Linked DNA regions of Mus musculus: all the other regions are linked to region 5. The links are chromatin contacts, called in public promoter capture Hi-C maps. All regions are on one chromosome and are shown on one strand. The core of a region is the stretch at or near the end of the contact, and the rest is flanking DNA. Distances in the headings are between cores, read along the strand shown.

The links. Promoter capture Hi-C pulls out the DNA fragments that hold promoters and counts their contacts.
Region 1: a contact with region 5 is called in a promoter capture Hi-C map of stem cell-derived epiblast-like cells, with 5 times the contacts expected there. The contact joins the enhancer-like site here to the promoter of Tafa2 in region 5. A contact is called at or near these places in 7 of 39 promoter capture datasets (cranial neural crest, embryonic stem cells, hippocampal neurons and 3 more) and 4 of 115 datasets of contacts at active chromatin or transcription factors (craniofacial prominence, embryonic forebrain, neural tube and 1 more).
Region 2: a promoter capture Hi-C map of hippocampal neurons shows a contact between it and region 5, with 3 times the contacts expected there. The contact joins the enhancer-like site here to the promoter of Tafa2 in region 5. A contact is called at or near these places in 4 of 39 promoter capture datasets (the C10 cell line, hippocampal neurons, liver and 1 more), 1 of 484 Hi-C or Micro-C datasets (cerebral cortex) and 1 of 115 datasets of contacts at active chromatin or transcription factors (embryonic forebrain).
Region 3: a promoter capture Hi-C map of second pharyngeal arch cranial neural crest shows a contact between it and region 5, with 4 times the contacts expected there. The contact joins the enhancer-like site here to the promoter of Tafa2 in region 5. A contact is called at or near these places in 6 of 39 promoter capture datasets (cranial neural crest, embryonic stem cells, hippocampal neurons and 2 more), 3 of 115 datasets of contacts at active chromatin or transcription factors (craniofacial prominence, embryonic hindbrain and embryonic midbrain) and 1 of 9 other capture datasets (embryonic stem cells).
Region 4: a contact with region 5 is called in a promoter capture Hi-C map of hippocampal neurons, with 5 times the contacts expected there. The contact joins the enhancer-like site here to the promoter of Tafa2 in region 5. A contact is called at or near these places in 9 of 39 promoter capture datasets (the C10 cell line, cranial neural crest, embryonic stem cells and 6 more), 1 of 115 datasets of contacts at active chromatin or transcription factors (neural tube) and 1 of 9 other capture datasets (embryonic stem cells).

Annotation. Positions count from the first base shown.
Region 1 is chr10:124,147,088-124,150,894 of GRCm38.p6, reverse strand. No RefSeq gene overlaps it. Among named protein-coding and RNA genes, the nearest start is that of Gm40794, 610 kb to the right of the region's middle. Within about 2 kb of position 1,419, at least 3 of the 459 cell types and tissues checked have an H3K27ac peak or open chromatin away from gene starts, as enhancers often do. A contact at or near this core is called in stem cell-derived epiblast-like cells, where this site is marked.
Region 2 is chr10:123,838,009-123,841,862 of GRCm38.p6, reverse strand. No RefSeq gene overlaps it. Among named protein-coding and RNA genes, the nearest start is that of Gm40794, 300 kb to the right of the region's middle. Within about 2 kb of position 1,857, at least 21 of the 459 cell types and tissues checked have an H3K27ac peak or open chromatin away from gene starts, as enhancers often do. A contact at or near this core is called in hippocampal neurons, where this site is marked.
Region 3 is chr10:124,182,629-124,186,271 of GRCm38.p6, reverse strand. No RefSeq gene overlaps it. Among named protein-coding and RNA genes, the nearest start is that of Gm40794, 650 kb to the right of the region's middle. Within about 2 kb of position 2,276, at least 1 of the 459 cell types and tissues checked has an H3K27ac peak or open chromatin away from gene starts, as enhancers often do. A contact at or near this core is called in second pharyngeal arch cranial neural crest, where this site is marked.
Region 4 is chr10:124,248,214-124,251,934 of GRCm38.p6, reverse strand. No RefSeq gene overlaps it. Among named protein-coding and RNA genes, the nearest start is that of Gm40794, 710 kb to the right of the region's middle. Within about 2 kb of position 2,359, at least 23 of the 459 cell types and tissues checked have an H3K27ac peak or open chromatin away from gene starts, as enhancers often do. A contact at or near this core is called in hippocampal neurons, where this site is marked.
Region 5 is chr10:123,261,948-123,265,739 of GRCm38.p6, reverse strand. It overlaps Tafa2 (TAFA chemokine like family member 2), which reads right to left and starts at 1,664. Exons shown (of 5, transcript NM_001252387.1): 1 at 199-1,664.

The DNA.
Region 1 (3,807 bases), core at 170-2,669, 890 kb before region 5:
TTCTTAAGACAGGTATCCTTGTGGTATGATGGAACATCATTTGGGTATATGCTCAGAAGTGATAGAGCTGGATCTTGATGTAGAACAATTCCCGATTTTCTGAGAAACCACCACCAAATTCATTTCCAAAGTGGTTACCCAAGTTTGCACTCCCACCAGCAATGAAGGAGTGTCCCCCTTGCCCACATCCTTGTCAGCATGAGCTGGCTCCTGAGATTTCTATCTTAGCCATTCTGACAGGTATAAGCTAGAATCTCAGTTGTTTTAATTTGCATTTCCCTGATTACTAAGGACACCGAACATTTCTCTAAGTGCTTCTCAGCCATTACAGACTCTTCTATTGATAATATTGTTTAGCTAGGTACCTCATTTTTAATTGGGCTATTTGATTTGTTGGAGTCTAATTTCTTGAGTTCTTTATATATTTTGAATATCATCCCTGTCAGATATAGGGTGATGTTGGTGAATATCTTTTCCCATGCTATAGGCTGTCATTTTGTCCTACTGATGGTGTCCTTATAGAAGCTTTTCAGTTTCATGAGACCCCATTTATTAATTTTTTATCTTGGTGACTGAACTTTGGTGTTCTGTTCAGGAAATTATCTCCTGTGCTAATGTGTTGAAGGATATTTCTTACTTCCACTCTATTAGAGTGCATTCAATCTTATATTGCTTTTGGTAAAATGGCCATTTAACTATGTTAATCAACAAGCATAGGATATCTTTCCATCCTCTGATATCTTGTCATTTTTTTCTTCAAAGACTTGAAGTTCTTGTCATACAGGTCTTTTACTTGCTTGGTTAGAGTTGCACCAAGATATGTTATATTATTTGTGGCTATTGTGAATGGTGTTGGTTTCCTAGTTTTTTCCTTAGCCTGTTTATTATTTGTATAAAGAAAGGCCACTCATTTTTATTTTTAGTTCTGTTGTATGCAGGTACTTGGCTAAAGGTCTCTATCAGCTGTAGGAATTCCCTGGTTGAAATTTTGGGGGTCATTTATGTATTTCATCACATCATCTGTGAATACCAGTACCTTGACTTCTTCCTTTCCACTTTGTATCCCCTTAATTTCCTTTAGTTATTTTATCAATCTAGCTAGAATATTAAGTACTATATTGGATAGATATGGAGAGAGTGAGCAGCATTGTATTTTCCCTGGTTTTAGGGGAATTGCTTTAATATTCTCTCCATTTACTCTGATGTTGGCTATTGGCTTGCTGTATATTGCCTTCGTTGACTTTAGGTATGCCACCTTGTATCCCGATCTCTCTCGAAGACTTTTATCATGAAGGAGCAGCTGTCTCTGACTCTGTTGTTTGCCTTTGGATCCCCTTTTCCTAACTGAACTGCCTTGCCTAGCCTCAGTAAAAGAAGTGCACCTAGTCCTACTGTAACTTGATATGCCAAGGCAGGTCTCCCCTTCTCTGAGGTAAACAGGAGGAAGATACTGTAACTTGATATGCCAAGGGAGGTCTCCCCTTCTCTGAGGTAAACAGGAGGAAGATAGGCTCAAGAGTTGTGAGGTGAAGGGTCTGGGAGAATAGGAAGGGGGTTAAAATGCAGAAAACAATTGACCATGGGGTGCACAACCCAAATCGATATATATATATATATATATATACACAATATCACCTCTACATGTAAAATTCATAGAACATTGCAGAAGAGCACTTGGAAAGATTTTAATAACCAGGGGCCCAGAATGCCTGCAGTGAGAGTATGTCTTCCAGTTGACAGCAAAGTAACACTCTTGAGATCTCAGCAATACAGTTGTCTGCACAGGACCTATAAAATGACACCAATTAACATGTCAATATGGATGGGGCAAAACTCATAAGGCCCTACTTCTAGATGGAAAGCTACAGGAAATTAACAGCTTCTGAGAAAGTGATAAGCTCGTATCCTAAGTCAAATGGGTCTGCCCAAAACATATATACCCATGAGCAACACTAAATGAATTCAGTGGGACTACTTAACAGTTAGAGAAGAGGTTATGGAATGGGGAGCAGAAATAATACAACTAGAGTACTCATATATGAAATTATATGAGAAAGATAATTTCTATAGTACCAATCTTTGATATAAAGGAATACATTAAATGTGTGCTGTGAATTTTAAGCATCATAGGCATAGAAGTGAGGACCATAGCACTTGAGATTCAGCTGAGAAAAATGTAGTGACTGAGTGTAGATCTCCCAAGTAGGACAGACCTAGACTGACTCCTGGCTCTGCCATTTACTTTCTATATTACCTAGGAATGTTTGTCTGTTCCCTTAAATATTCTAGCATCAGAAACACCTGGTAGGTATTTTATCTCTCTTTCTTCTGGTTCCACACAAGTTCTCTTGTACCTGGGAGCATCCCTCATGACTCAAGATGAGACAGATGTTCCAAGCTCAGAGAAGGCAAGTGAGAGACTTTACCACAAACCTTGGTTACTTTCCAGTTTCAGTAAGAAACTAGTTAATCACTCTCCGTTTTTATCCTTCAGTTTTCCTATGTAAACTCACAAAACTACACAAATGATATCCCATTACTTCTCACACCAAAGTTGAAAAGGACAGGTTATGCAAAGGACACACTCCAGGTCCTAAGAATTTGCACACCATCTTAATCACTGTTTATGATCTATTCTGATATGCATGCTGCTTGACCAATGTAACATTGATCAGTCACTTCTCTTGCTGTCTGTCTTTCCACAGACTACCTGCCTTAGGTAATCCTAAATAATAATTCCTTTTGGCAATATCCAAAAATTTTATTAGGAAATTGAACCTTGATTTAATAACTTAATAATCATTGACTCTGGAGTTCTAGAAATCCACACCAGACTTAGGAAACACGAGAGGTTTAAATAAAGACATCAAAAACAAACATTTTGATGAATTTGGGATACACGTTTACTGCCTATCCTCGTTTAGCCACTGTGGGATTTGAAGCATCACATGGAACATTAACGTATTCATTGAACTGAAATCATTATGGAAATTTAGAAATTTGAGAGGTTTGACATTGCAGATAGTAAAACTGACTCAAACTGTAAAAGATGAGGAATTTTTAATGGCCTCCCATCGAAAATGATGAGTTTATATTGCTATGTGATCTGTCATATTATAAAATTGTATTTCCAGGCTAATAAAAACGGTTTATAAGGCCTGACTTGAAATATAATCATAGTAGTATATTAATATTAGAAAGATATAAGAATCTATAAAATATGGATGTAAAAAAATTTCTCCATAGAAAGTTTAGCCTTTATACAAGAAAACAAACAGTTCTTCAGAACATTTCAGAAACCATGAACTTCCCAGAGAGAAATTAGATGTGATGGACTACTAGAGTCACTCTGCATTATAATCCCATTTATGCAGAAATGTCAGAAGTACGACCTAAGCAGTTGCTGTGGAGACAAGTTGTATACTCTCTCTTTGCATGTTCCATGCCACATAAATGATTTTGTTTTGTTTTTCCTGTTGGCTTCTGGAAGTCTTTTACAGGATTAAGGAACTCAAGACAATGTGGCCATGTGTGGTACTTCAAGAGAATCACAGGAGCAATCCGAGGCCTACAGATCTCCTTCAGTCTGGATAGAAGTGTGGCCAAAGGGAAAGTACAAATCCTTCAACAATATAAAGCAAACTGTGCACTGATCAGCTGAGAATCTTTTGAGGGGTTTAAGTGGTGACCTGGCAGCTAGCTTTGGTTCGAGTAAAAAGCTAATCCTCTAGGGTTGGATGAGAGCTGCGTCAAAGATCTTCAGCTGCTTGAAATCATTGTCCTGCTTATAAAAAGTGATACCGAGGG
Region 2 (3,854 bases), core at 608-3,107, 580 kb before region 5:
ATCTCTTTTCAATATAAAACAAATAAATTGCTTTTATGATTAGAGACAAGCAATACAAGTATCCAATCTCCACTTCACGTCTACCAATGAGCTCAGCTCTTACACCAGCCCTCGGGAGCAAGCATAGAGTAAGACAGCTTATCACCATCAAACATCTGTCTGTCTACTGAGTAAACAAAAACTGCACTAGACACACACATACGGGCTATCCGGAATGCTACAGCGGAAACATCACAGCATCCTACAGATATGTTCTCAGAACTGCATTTGTGCCTAGTGTCCACAGAGATTATAGGATGAGCAGGTATTAGACTCAGAAATTCCATGCTTCACATATGGGTTTTTCTGTTTTTCCCTCTATAACTTCCATCAGAATCTCATCCTTGCCACATTGTCCACATGGAAATGACAAGATGAGCTAACATGCACTAATCCATGAATATTTATTAAGTAGATACTTGAGAGACATATGGCTTATTAGAGGCTAACAAAATTATAGTGTAAGTACATTTTAAATGCCTTATTTAGCAAACACTCAATTGTTTTCATAAGTTATAAATAGGCCTGTGCTGGCAAACCAGACGTAAAACTTGAAAAAAAAATCTAATTTCTAGTGTTTGCAGATTGCTGTTGTATAAGTTCTCCTTGCATGGATCATTTTAAGCAACTGCTGTTTTTAATTGTAGCTGACTGCCTTCCCAGACATTTTGAGAGTCGTCCTCCTCATGTAGAAGATAGAAGGCAAGACCCTGATTAGATGCCTAAGACAGCAGAGTACTGGAATTTGTATGCACCATTGTATTTCCTACTTCAATGCTATGAAAACACGCAGTTTAGAGCTGAGGCACAGAAATGTACTAACAATGCTAACTAATAACTCGAGAGTACCGTTACAACAACATGCTGTAGAAAAGCCACTCGAGTGGCCAATTTAGTATTCACAAACCAGAGTCAACTGTGGGTACCTGAAGCCACAGGAAGCAAAAAAATTCCATTAAGCAGGGACCATTGAATATGCAAGCTGTTTACTTCCATCCTGGCTCCTGCCAGCATCCCTCCACCCACAGGTGCAGAGGGCTTTGTTTTCCTTATTCACCCATTCCCATTACCTGTTTTGGCATGACTACGACTGTCTGAATGTCTCTGCATTTACAGTGCCTCTAGCCATGATGTCACAAGGGCTTAGTGTACTAACTACCCAGCGATTCCCTCCAGCAGTGTGTGAAACGTGTCGCTAGCTGAACTGCAGTCGCCAGCTGGGCTCAGCCTTGAGAGGACTTTTGCCTGATCACTCTTGGAATCTTTCTGAAATACTGAATTAATTAGCGGCATGTACAAATTAAGAGTTTTCACGTGAAAACACGAATTCTCAGTTTGTCTTCTGAAGTCTGAAGATCTGACAACACTGAGCCCACGCCCCTCCGCATGCCAGCATCTTCCTCCGGTGCTAAATGCAGCTGCCCTTTGTAACGGAAGCAAGTACTTTCCACTCTTCACAGGATCCTTCACCCCCACTGCCTGATCCTCCACCCAGTTTTGCTCATTTGTGTTACCTGTCTGTCTCCCAGGGAATCTTAGTTGGCAACAGCAGGATAATGTTTAAAAAAAAAAAAAAAAAAGACACTTTAGAATTTGACAAGCCTGGGAACCGGTCCAGCCTCTGCCACTCAGTAATGTGTGAACATAAGCAAGTGATGGAGGCAGCCTGGGTCTGCTATCAAAATAGAAATGAAACCTAGCACAGGAATATAACAAGGACTAAACTTGAAGTGAATGCAAACATCTTGCTTACCACCTGTCATGGAGTGCAGCTCCATGCACTGTAGGTCTCTCGTCCCCTCCTCCTCCAGAGGGAACTCAGCTTGCATTCTTCCTTAGTTTGTTCTTTTTGTTCTCCTAAATAGGGCTACCCACCAAGCTGCCTAGTCCCATACTGAGCATTTTCACAGTTTTGCCTTTCTCTTTCTTCTGTTCCCAGCTGCACTTTGTTGATGAAGTACTGTTTGTCTTTGGATGTCAGAGATTTCCTTGGCCTCATATTTTCTCACTCTAGATAAGCCAACCATCTAACTGTAGAAGTCATAGATCCTTTTCAGTATCTGACCCCAACTTCGTCTCTTCATCTACCCAGGGAAAAGGAAGGAGAGAATCCAAGTGGTTTATTCCAAAATGTACTGGATAACTCATTTCTTGCACACAGAAAACAAAGTATCTTTATCTTTGATACAGATACTAATAAAGATACATAAATTAAGTATCTTTATACCTAGGTATATGCCAAATCCAATTAATGTTTTGATTATGCACTGAAATTGGATGATGTAAAAATGGCCTCTAAGCAGACAGAGGTATTTGCTAGGATTTGAGGTAAAGAGAAATATCTATTTACTAATACATGGAAGTAACATTTCTGCTATGTAAGATGGTACCTTGTAGAAACGTGTTGTGTAACACACAGCTGTATTTAATAATGTTTCTGTACTCTTCAAAAAGGAGATACTTCATTGAGCATTGCTAGTTTACAAAAGGCAAACACACAGAACTTTCTGGGGGTGGGGATGGTATCATGAAAATAGGCACATGTCAAAACTCATCAAAATGTGTACAGGTTTTTTTTTCAGCTTGTCAACTATGTCTCTGTAAGCTGTTACTAAAATTTATTTGGAAAAAAAAAATCCTACTTGAAACATGGCTGCTAATTCCACTTAAATGTTCTGGTGTCTCTATAAAAAGATGTTTTAGTAATATTGCCTTGATAACCTCTTTCCTGAACACACATATATAAAATCAGCAATCATCAGAAGCTATGTCCATAGAATTCATGTTGCTAAGGACAGTAACAGTCCATTCAGACGCCCTTTTTATCCCTCAGAACTTGCTGCCCACCTGCATGGGTTATCCCACCACAGACACCGTCAATCTGTCCTGTGTTTGGGTCTCCACCCCCATCCACTCTGACCTGAGCCATCCTAATTTCTTGCATGGAAAACTGTGATGGCCTCAAGAAGCTCTGCCCATACACAGTTTTGACCCATGTTGATATAGCACTGTGCAACAACGACAGACACCTCTAGTATCAAGTCTGACAGCATGTGCAGGCTTCTAATGTTTCTGAAAGTGGTGATTTCAAAGCCTGTAAGAAAAATCTCAAATTTTACCACGAAACTCTAAGAACTAGCAATACACCAGAGAGAAACATAGATGCAGCCCCTGCCTTCAGAGGGCTTTGCAGTCTATTGCCAGGAAGAGCAGAAAAATAAAGGTATAATGAGCCCTGTAATTTATATGTCCAATAGAAAATTTTTCATCATTGTTATTTGGAGTGAGATTTTAGCTGTGACTGTTTGTATTGTGAAGGTCCCTGTGACATAATTCTATGCGAGCCAATGAGAGAAAATTTGTTTCAAGAAACACTTTTCACATCATTCAGTGAGGTTTTAGTGAGTCCTTTATTTTATCATTTGCAAATGAATATTGACCATTCCATTCTGTGCCAGGCAAGGCGTAAATGACTTTATAACGAAGATTAAGGCAGACATGAGAGATACAAATCAGAAAAGCAAAGAACAGTGAAATTATAATTAAACTAATATTGGTTAAAGAGCAGTTGAAGGTAATATGGTAGCTATATAAACTAGAGCTCTGGAAGTGCTGGGCCTTACGATGTGAGGATTGAGAGAGCAGACAACAGTTTTGAGAAATGGATGCCTAAGACATCTATAGTATTCCCTTGACTCGAGCTAGAGAGTGAGTTTTAGACACTGGGGAACATTCCATTGATGTGGGTTAGTCTTGTTCCATGTATATTCAGATGCAGATTTTTATGCCCAGACATCAGTCTACAATCCCGAAAG
Region 3 (3,643 bases), core at 1,027-3,526, 920 kb before region 5:
GGGGACCTTGTTGTTTGATAATGTTGTTCTTACTATGGAGTTGCAAACCCCTTCAACTCCTTCAGTCCTTTAAGATAACAAGTGTTGGTGCAGTGTTGAAAAGGGAACGTATGTCATTGTTGGTAGTGATATTGCTATAACCATGGAAGTCATTGTAAATTATCCAATAACCATTGGGAAGGGAAGAATACAGAACACACACACACACACACACACACACACACATACACACACACATATATAACATTACATTATGTGTATGATATATATATATATATATATATATGTATATATATATATATATATATATATATAACATTATGTGTATGTGCATCACATAATGTACTATCTATTAGTTAGTAGAATATTCTTTCAGCCTTACAAAGAGAGAAATTTCACTTGCATTGCCACAGGGGACCCCTGAAGGTAATATGCTCAGTGTAATGAATGGAGAACAAAGCACAAAAGCCAAGTTGTTTTGGTGTCTGCACAAGACTTTCCTATTCACATTAGGGAGGCAGAATCAGGCTCATCTCTGAGTTTAAGCAAACCTGGTCTATAGAGGGAGTTGCAGGACAGCCAAGGCCACAGAGAGAAACCCTGCTTGAAAATCCAACTCCTCCAAGTCCTCTCTTATGCATAGAATGTAAGCAAGGCAGAAGAAGAGTACAGAAAAGCCTTTGTGGGGAGCCCCAGGGAAACAGAAAGAGGCTGCTTGGGATACAGCTTCCTTTACTTTGGGATGGAAACTGGGCAGATCCATGGTAGATTTTGCTGACCTAAGTTCATCACACTGAGTCACATACTCCATATCTGCGAAGAGATTTTTTTTAATTAATTTATTTTTTATTAGATATTTTCTTTATATACATTTCAAATGCTATCCCGAAAGTTCCCTATACCCTCCCTCCTCCCTGCTCCCCTACCCACCCATTCCAGCTTCTTGGACCTGGCATTTCCCCGTACTGGGGTTTGCAATACCAAGGGGCCTCTCTTCCCAGTGATAGCCGACTAGGCCATCTTCTGCTACATATGCAGCTAGAGATACGAGCTCTCGGGGTACTGATTAATTCATATTGTTGTTCCACCTATAGGATTGCAGACCCCTTCAGCTCCTTGGGTGCTTTCTCTAGCTTCTCCATTGGTGGCCTTGTGTTCCATCTTTTTTTTTTAATTTTTTATTAGGTATCTTTCTCATTTACATTTCCAATGCTATCCCAAAAGTCCCCCATACCCACCCACCCCCACTCCCCTACCCACCCACTCCCACTTTTTGGCCCTGGCATTCCCCTGTACTGGGGCATATAAAGTTTGCAAGTCCAATGGGCCTCTCTTTCCAGTGATGGCCAACTAGGCCATCTTTTGATACATATGTAGCTAGAGACAAGAGCTCCGGGGTACTGGTTAGTTCATATTGTTGATCCACCTATAGGGTTGCAGTTCTCTTTAGCTCCTTGGGTACTTTCTCTAGCTCCTCCATTGGGGGCCCTGTGATCCATCCAATAGCTGACTGTGAGCATCCACTTCTGTGTTTGCTTCACAAAGGAACTCACACAACATGTACTCACTGATAAGTGGATATTAGCCCAGAAACTTAGGATACCCAAGATATAAGATTCAATTTGCTAGATCCATGAAACTCAAGAAGAACGAAGACCAAAGTTTGGACACTTTGCCCCTTCTTAGAATTGGGAACAAAACACCCATGAAAGGAGTTACAGAGACAAAATTTGGAGCTGGGACAAAAGGATGGCCCTGTGTTCCATCTTATGACTGTGAGCATCCACTTCTGTATTTGCCAGGCACTGGCATGCCCATTACACAAACAAAAGAGGACACATTGAGAAGATAGGTTGGTTTTTATCCTGATCGTGCTAATCATTTCAAAATGAATATTCTTATCAAAACATTGTGTTGTATGCAATAAGATTTTATTAGCCAAGTATGCCTCAGTAAAACTGGATAGAGCTTATGAAAATTAATTTTCAGGCAATATCCCAGTCTTTAGGGATTATTCTAGTGTGCTTTCTCTACTGCTATGATTAAACTCTCTGTCCACAAATAACCTAGGGAGGAAGGGGTTTATTATATGTCCAGGTCACAATCCTTCCATGAGGGAAAGAAGGAAAGAGTCAAAGCAGTTGCTTGAAGCAGAAATCACAGGAGAACCCTGCTTATTGTCCCTCCCCTGCCATTCCTGGGCAGGGAGATCTCTTATACAAACCAGGAACACCCACACCCTCCCCTATGGAGCATGATCCCAGGCCAAGTCTGATCAAGAGAACACCCCAGAGGTATTCCCTCAAAGAAGTCTGGCCTGTGTCTAACTGACAGTTGAATCAACTAAGAGAGTTCCCATTTAAGAAGAAATTATTACCACTGTAAGAATGTTTACTTTGTAAAAGTAAATCAATGAAAGGAAGGTAATTTTCACATCTCATGGTAGCAAAAATCATTAAAGCTCTACCATATGTGCTTACTGAATAGAGAAAATAGAGGTTTTTATTCTTCGTAAATGTTGCTTTTATATCTCCTTTGTTTAAAAAAAAATACAGGGATAATAATTCCACATGTTTTATATTAGCACCCAGTACATTGGTTATCATAGGTCAGACACTGTTTAAAAAAAAAAAAACTTTACGTAAAAGAATAACAAAGATAATACTCTATTAGAAACCATGTGTGAGCATCCTTTAAAATCTAATTCCTCGTTGCTCAGTATATTTTCCACCCATTTATCTTTTTAGATTAATTTTTCACACCTTTAATATCTCCCTGGAAGGCAATTACAAAATTTGAGGAAATGAGTTCACGTTTGCAGAATTTCTTCAGCCGTCCCTCATCTAGTGTTAGGAAATTAGAATAGTGGGGGACAAAGTATTTGAATAGTATTCAATTAAATCAAATGTCCTGTGTCACATTTATACCCATTTGCAGGGGAGGAGGAGAAGCAAGCAGACACAAAGTAAGTTACAGGAAGAAAGGAAGAAATACCAAATTCAAAGGCAAAGCTAGACCATTCTGAGCACAATTTACTTGTGTTTGAGTCAGTATTTTTTAACCTTTCTAATGCTGCCACCCTTTGATACAATTCTTCACCAGGAGCTTCTACTACCCATATAAAAATTATAATATAAATGTCTAATATGCAGGATATTTGATATGCTACCTTCCCACTGCCACCCCAAAGGGCTTACCCTCCCACTCCCCACCAAAAGTATTTGCTTTAATTCTCTTTAGTTTCATTTAAAAGCTGAAACTAATAGGTGGTTTCCTAGGTATGCAGTTTAGAAATTATAGTAATTGGTTGACATATAATTGTATACTATTCTATTTAAATAATTACAAGCAACGTCAAACGGAACTGAGTTTTATTTCTGTCATACTTCTGATCCAGCTTTCTTTAATTTTTTTGCAATAACATTCCAATATGTGAATTACCAGGCTTACATGTGATGCACTGAGATCTTCTCTAGGATAAAAATTAACAAGATGTCTTTATAGTCTGAAGAAAGGGACAATATCACAATAGAAACAAAAACAACAGCAACCAAAAAAAAAAGTATTCTCATGTTTACTACTACATACTGGCTATGAACATGACTCCACAGTAAACATATTTGTATATTTTCATCTCACATAA
Region 4 (3,721 bases), core at 1,110-3,609, 990 kb before region 5:
GCCAGGCTCCTGTCTACAAGGACATCTTGGCATCAATAGCATTAGCATTGGGGTTTGATGTCTATGCCTTAGATGGATCACTAGGTGGAGTAGTCTCTGGGTAGCCTTCAATCTCTGTTCCATTTTTTGTCCCTGCATTTCCTTTAGACAGGAACAATTCTGGGTTAAAATTTTTGAGATGGATGGGTGGCCCCATCCCTCAACTGTAGACCATGTCTATCTACAGGTAGTAGTCTTTTCAGTTTCTATCTCCCTGATGTTGTTCACAAGACAGCCCCAGACTTCAGGGATTCTAGGGGCTCCCAGGATCCAATAAGGATGACATAAGCTGAAATTCCAGTTGTTCTTAGATTTCTGAATTGGTTTTCCTGATTTTTCCTGTGTTCCTAGAAGAGTTGACTGGATGCTGTACATTCTTCTTCAGGCCAAAAGTCTGAACTCAAAGTGTCAGCACTCTTCTAGTCACTATGAAGGCTCTTATGAAAGTCAACCCTTCCCTCTTCAAAGATGGAGTGTCTGTCCTTGTGTTTTAGTGTGTTACTGATGTGTGAATGATCTGTTTAATCTTCATATCACTTTTCCATTTATTTTTCATATAAGGATATTTATTACTAGACATGGCACCCACTCTGATGATCTATAACATGAATATTTCACATAGTTTACTTGCTCTTTTAATGTGTTTCTAAAAACCATATAGCTTAACTTTATACTTCTGGAAAATTTAATTTTGATTTACAACATTGGACTGATTTCCATAGCTTTATCATTACTTGTCTGCTATACTCATAAGCCTCACACTGTATAATATAATATATATTATAGAGATGTTATTATAAAATTATATATATTATAGAGATCTAATCTTACAGGATAGATGTAAGCAGGAGGGCTGTTTTGTCTTCAAGTGATTTTTCATATTTAATCTCTTATTGCTGGAACTATAAATATTTCTGAAAAAAATAATTCCAAATATGTTCCCCTGAGGACCTCAAAGCACCCAAGAATTAAAGATATTCAAGTCATTGCTTGATCTTTTAATTGCTCAAAAGGACAGAGATATGACAGGTGTCCACGATCATAGCACTCATGATGCAGAGTCAAGAAATCCCTGGAGCAGATGGCTAGCTAGACTAACTGAGACCAGGAAGCTCTGAGTGTGATGAGAGACTGCATCAATAAATAAAGTGAGACTGCGAAGCACACACTGTGTAAAATTCAGGCCTACACACACACACATGCACACACACACATATGCACACACACACACACACACACACACACACACACACCTATACAAAGGCATACATCCAAAGATAAATGACCACAAATACACACATTAAGATTATTTTTAATTGCTTAGGAATTTTGAGGAACAGACAGGAAATGCTCTGTGTAAAATAGATGTAAATATGCTGGAAATGTTTTCTTTATGTTTACATTTATTAAAATAATGTCACAAAATAAAGTATAGATTAAAAGAAACGCTGAAAAACATTTTTAATGTAGCAGGCATTTCCTTCTACTTTAAAAAGTCCAATTTTAATTTTGTAGCAAATATAAAACATAAACAATAACGCCAGCACAGATATTCAGGGTGAACAGTATGAAAAGTTGATTTCAGTTACAAAACACAAGACAACGCTTGAGAAGGCAGAAACATTTGTTCTGGCTTGTTAACTCCCAAGTAGATATTTTTATACAAAGGCTACATCTTCAAAGAACTGCGAGGGAGTTGGGTGAAAAGTTTCTGCTCATGTGTAACAGGATTTGTGCTAATACCTCCTACACACCACTTTCCAAATGCACACTCTATGTTTCACAGAACATTGTCTTCAGAAGGGCTGGGACTTGGCAAAAGTGAATATTTGTAAAGCAAACACGTTGTTACCATAAAAAAAACCTTTATAAACCTGGTAATTTAAAATGGCAAGATAAATGAGAAAAAGAATGTATGGGTTATGTAAATTACAGGTTGATTTGGAACAAAACAAAAGAGTATAAATCAGGACAAATTTAGTGGAAGAGCAAAAGAATCAACATTCAAAAATATAATTTCTGAATATGTCGCTGTCTTCTCAAGTCTATTTATGGTATTATCTTGTGATGAAGTCTGATACAGGGGATATCATAATGTGGGTACAATGAGAGGAACACTAATGTGTGATCAAGAAAAAGAAACTATTTATATTAGCACATACCCAGGCAACCCTTAAAAAATAAAAACATAATTTTATCAGAAGCCATGGGGACTTCGTTTGAAAAGCTTCTGAACAAAAGCAAAGGACACTTGATAGTCAAACTGGAGGAGGCAGGAAGTGCGTGTAGACAAACAAGAGAAGGAATTTGAGTGTGGGCGAGAGGCTGGCCACACAAAGCCCCACAGATTGGCAAGTCAGAGGTAGCAGAGTTCCCTCTGCACTGTAATTTCCTGAGAACAAATACACATTAACCAAGTGCCCTCGACTCACAATGCCTTCTAATTGCCAGTGATAAACCCAGGGCTCTTGCTTTTAATCTTAAGCCTCATACTGTAGTCCAGTGAATGCTGTGTATGAATTTGTCCATTTGATTTCCTGTGTGAAAAAGGAACTCCTGAAGTAGCAAGGTTGTTTCCTAGGATTCTGTATTCAAAAATAGACATGTATAATCAAAATAAGAAATAAATGCATTAGAAAAATTTGAATAAGGACTTATTTACATTATAGCATTTGGCTAGTCATTTAAAATTAAACTCCTAGGGAGAGACTATTTCTTTTAAGTAAAACCTTTTTGATTGAATTCCTGATAAAATACAAAAACACCTATGATACAATCAGTGTTAATGATTTCTGGAAAACAAAGAAAGACACTTCAGAGGCGTCATAAAATTCTGGTAGAATCATTTAAGTCTTAGTTAAAGATGACTGAAAAAAATGGTTAACTGTGACCTAAATTACAATTAGGCCTATGTAAAGTTAGTGAAATTCCAGGTTTTGTCAGAGAGTAGAAAATGCCCCTATCTTTTATCAAAACCAAATGTCTCTTTGACATATTTATTACTGTGAGATGATACTCGTGAAGTAGCACATACCGAAGATGCCATGAGAGGAAAAAGTCTACTGACCCAAATCATCTCTGTCAAATTGGCTCCTCTCGGCTTCTCTGCTTGGAAAAAGCTGCCTCTGAAACTCTATGAACCGCACTGCTCTGAACCGTACTCCTCTTCTCCAAACCGAACTGAGCACAACTACCCTCAACTGAGCACAACTACCCTCAACTGAGCACAACTACCCTCAACTGAGCACAACTACCCTCAACTGAGCACAACTACCCTCAACTGACCTGCTCCGAACTGAATGGAACTAAACTGAACTCTCTCTCCCTCACTGCCATTTAAGGACCATTTCCTGTCTGTTCTCATAAGAGTTGGGCATATCCCATCTCGGACTCACTCTGTCGGATCGTTCTCTGATTTGTCACTTTGTCTGCCTCTCAATTCAACACCATTGTTTGGGATTAAAAGTGTGTACTAAGGGTCTGTCTTTGTTCCCGACTGAGGAATTAAAGGTGTATGGCATGCCTGCATTCCAGATGGATCATATCTTTGAACGTGATCCCTTGCCAGAGCAGTCATGTAGCTGGATTGAAATTCCTCTACATCATTTCCTAGAATAGGCAGTACTGAACCACTTGTAACTAAGGTTACAGGTGGGACTTAGCCCAATCCTCTACAGACAGA
Region 5 (3,792 bases), core at 415-2,914:
GGGGCAGGAGGATGCCGACTGCGGGACCACAGCTACCCTCATCTTGGCCTCCTGGGACGAGCCGGTTTCTGCCCCCGGGCCCAGTTGATAGTCAAGGGAAGAGACAGTACTGGTGAGGGCTGTGGAGGCGCGCAGACCTCGCGCGGCCACTGTGGTCCCCAAAGCCCGAAGGCCCCCGAAGGCGCGGCTCGCACCTACCTGCAGCCGGGCGTCCCGGGGGCGGCAGCACCTAGCGATGGTCCGGTAGCTTCCGCGGGCCGACGCCAGCCTCACCGCTCCTGCATCGCTTCCGAGATGCCGGTCCGCTGGCACCATCCAGGGGCATAGGGACCTCAAGTCCGCCGGTGTGTGTTCGCAGAGGGCGAGCGAGTGTGAGTGCTGCCTCCTCCGAAGGCTAAAGGGGGGCTCGGCAGCGTCTTCACCTACAAGCTGGGGTCCCCCTTCCCCGAAGCAAAAGGAAGGTGCAGCGCGCGAGGTCGGTCCCCGGGCTCTGCTCTTTATCCCACAGTGTCAAAGTAATCGGAAGGGTCGTCGACCGAGGGGGAGAGCCAAAGTCTCCGCAGCCCCCGGCGGCGCCCGCGGTCGCCCGCTGTCCCCGGCGATGCGCTGCGCGCGGTGGTGCGCTCGGCTCCCGCGACTGCGAGGATCCAGGCGGGCTCCAGCCACCGCCGCTCTTATTCCATCTCCGGTTTGTTTGCTTTGAGCGGCGAGCGAGGACTTTTCCTCTCGCCCCGCGTCGGCTCTCCCTTGCACACAAACGCGCGCGCTCACACGTTCCCCCTCTCCCGCCCTCCCCCGGGTTCTCTAGGGAAAGGCAATTGGACGCGGTGATTCACCTTCAGCAGAGCAGCCTCCGCCGCCGAGCACACTCCTCGAGTTCCCCGGCTCTCCCAGGTCTGCAGGCTCCCGGTGTGGAGCGGTTCTGAGCAGGCTCGCGGGCTGTGCGCTCGGCCGGCGTCCTCCCCGGGAGACGCCTGCGTTCCCGCAGCTCGCACTCGGGTCCCGCGGGTGCCCTCTCGGACACCTGGGCGCCGTCGAGTCGCGTCCACTTAGCAGCAACTCCCGGCCAGCTGCAGCCCCTCGATCGCGCCTCCAAGTGCAGCCGGTAGAGCTCCTCGCATCCCACCCGCCGCCACTCTCCGCATCGTGTGCTCCAAGGGAGGGAACCCCTCTGCTGTCCCCCCAAGTCACGAGCGCGCCGGCACCTTCACCACCTTGGAGGTGCGAGTTCCAGCAGCAGACACAAGCGAGCAGGTGTCGCCTGTGTCACTTCGCCAAAGGCGGGAGTGAGAAAGAACGGAACAAGGGGAGGGGCCCGAGGAAACAAATCCAGATCACCAGAAGAAAAAAAAAAAAAAAGCCAAAAAATAAAATAAAATAAAATAATTTTAAAAAGCAATCAAAGCTTCTCCCTCTCTGAGTCCCACCACAAGCTCTGTACTGTTAAAATACACTAAAGATAATGTTCGAAAGTCACCCCAACGGGCAGAGCCCTGCTAGTCCACCCTAGACCCCTGTTCCACTCAGCGGGCTGGCCGTTGGGAGCGACTGGCCCCACTGTACAAAGCACAGAGAAGGCAGGCAAAGATGGGTTCTGACACTCCAGGCTGAGTTAAGCAGTAAAATGGGACGGCTGGACCGGGAGGCTTTGACTCCCTCTGTCTCCCTCCCAATTCTGTCAGCAGTGGCTGCAGATGCTGAGAGCAAACCACCTTCCTGCAGAAAGAAAAAAAAAAAAAAAAAAGTATAAGACAGCAAACGTTGCAAATGCTGGACTATGTCTCCCTCTAGCGGTAAATCTGGATTAGAACGCTTTGCCGGCTGTCACGGAGACTCATAATTTTTCTTCCAAAAAAATAAACAAGAATTTTCTTACACTATCCGATTTAAGAGGATTTTGAATTTCTACAACTAACAAATTCTGACAGAGTCAAAGTTAAGGGGGTTTTAACACAATCCCATGATAGCATATTCATTGCTAAAGGAATATCCTAACTTTACAGAGATTTCAGAGACAGATCCTAGAAGGTCATGTCCTTAAGGTTTGGCCAAATTGGGTCCTGGTTTAAGCGGTGTACATAAGATCTTCCAAGAAAGGACTTCTTAGACTCAGCTCATTTTGATCGTGCTTATGAATGAGAAAACATTTAAGCTAGTGGTTAGGATAGTACGAAAAATGAGTAAGACTTAGACACAATGAGAGAAAATGTCGACTCTGGAACGCTTACTCAGGGATCTTGTCTGTAACTGACTCCTCTCTCGTTCCACTAGGTTAATTTTTCAAACTAGCTAAATTCTCCCCAGGTCTAAGTAGTTGTGTTTCCCCAGCCCTGAGTCATTGAAAGATTAGCATAATTCTTTCCACCATCTATAAACTACCACTTATTACCATAGTTACTAAGAACTAAGGAATATGTTTTAGCTGGTGATTTTATGGTAACATAATTTAGCCTTATTTTCTATCTAAAGGGTTTTATGTAGTTGATTTGGGAGGGCTATTTTAACAAAGCATTCCTGCAAATTTTATTAAAAAGATTTGTTACGTCAGACACAACTAAGCTAGGCACACCTGTAACTTTGCTGTTTAGAGTTTGTGAACATTGTCATTTAGTGGGAGGTGTGCCTTAGGCATTTGTGTGCTTTTAAATAGAAAATATGTATCAAGGTCATGATTAAACAGTTTTCTATTCATTTTGAATTTTTTATTTATTCTTTTCTAACTTGATCATTGTACTTAGTCTACTCTTTAAAAAAGGCAATAATTTACTTTTTCAATTGGGAGTAACTGAAGCAATTTCAAATAAAAATCCAAAACAAAATAATATAGGGTTTTGAATTTTAATCGATTGTATCTGGTAGGTTTGTGAGACTCCGGGGCATGGCAATCATTGTGCACAACATATCTTCAAATGACCTCTTTCAAAAGACCAGTGTCTCGTATGATTAAAGACTTTTATTTTATCACAATTACATGGTAACTCATTTCCTGGGGGAACAAGGTTTTTTGTTGTTGTTTTTTTTTTCTTTTTAAATAACCTGGCACTGTTTCATTGCAAATCTTACTGTAATTTTCTGTCTGTTGATCAGCCATAGATTTCAAGCAAGAATGACATTAAAACCTGTATTCTTCACTATAAGGAAAAAATCATTTCAACATAACTTCAAAACCCTGGCCTTCCCCCATCATCTTTCTCGTGTCTAATTCTTAAGGGTCTTTATGGTTTCATGAAAGCCTATCAATTTATCTTATTATTTCTGCTGCTAAAATGTGGGGCATTTAAATCTTATTTTTTACAATTTAATCCACTGTATTTGTACAAGCACATTAAAAAGTTAGTAAAGGGAATAACTGTGTGATTACAAAATAAAACGGACCTTCCCCATCCACAGATCCTCACCCAACACCTAATGATGCTGAAATTCCCTAATGCCTTTGTGTTCTCTGTTTAATCTCCAGGCAAATGAATCCAAATAACTCAGATGGAGGTGTGGAAATCAGGACTCTCGGGACTCTGAAACAAAATACTTTGCATTCCTTCCAAAACACACACACACACACACAAATCAAAATGATAAACACTCATCCGCCTTAGCAGAACCCTGGAGTTGATAACCTGCCATCTGGTTAACCTTTCTGCCTCCTCAAAACTCTACTACATTTTTTTAAATGAATATACATTTTTTAAAATACTTATTTAACTGGACTGCAAGTTCATCACAACTCAGTGCGTTCTGAGAACTTGCAACAAGCATTACTTTTGCAAACTTTCTTCTCTCTGCCTTGAAAACTAT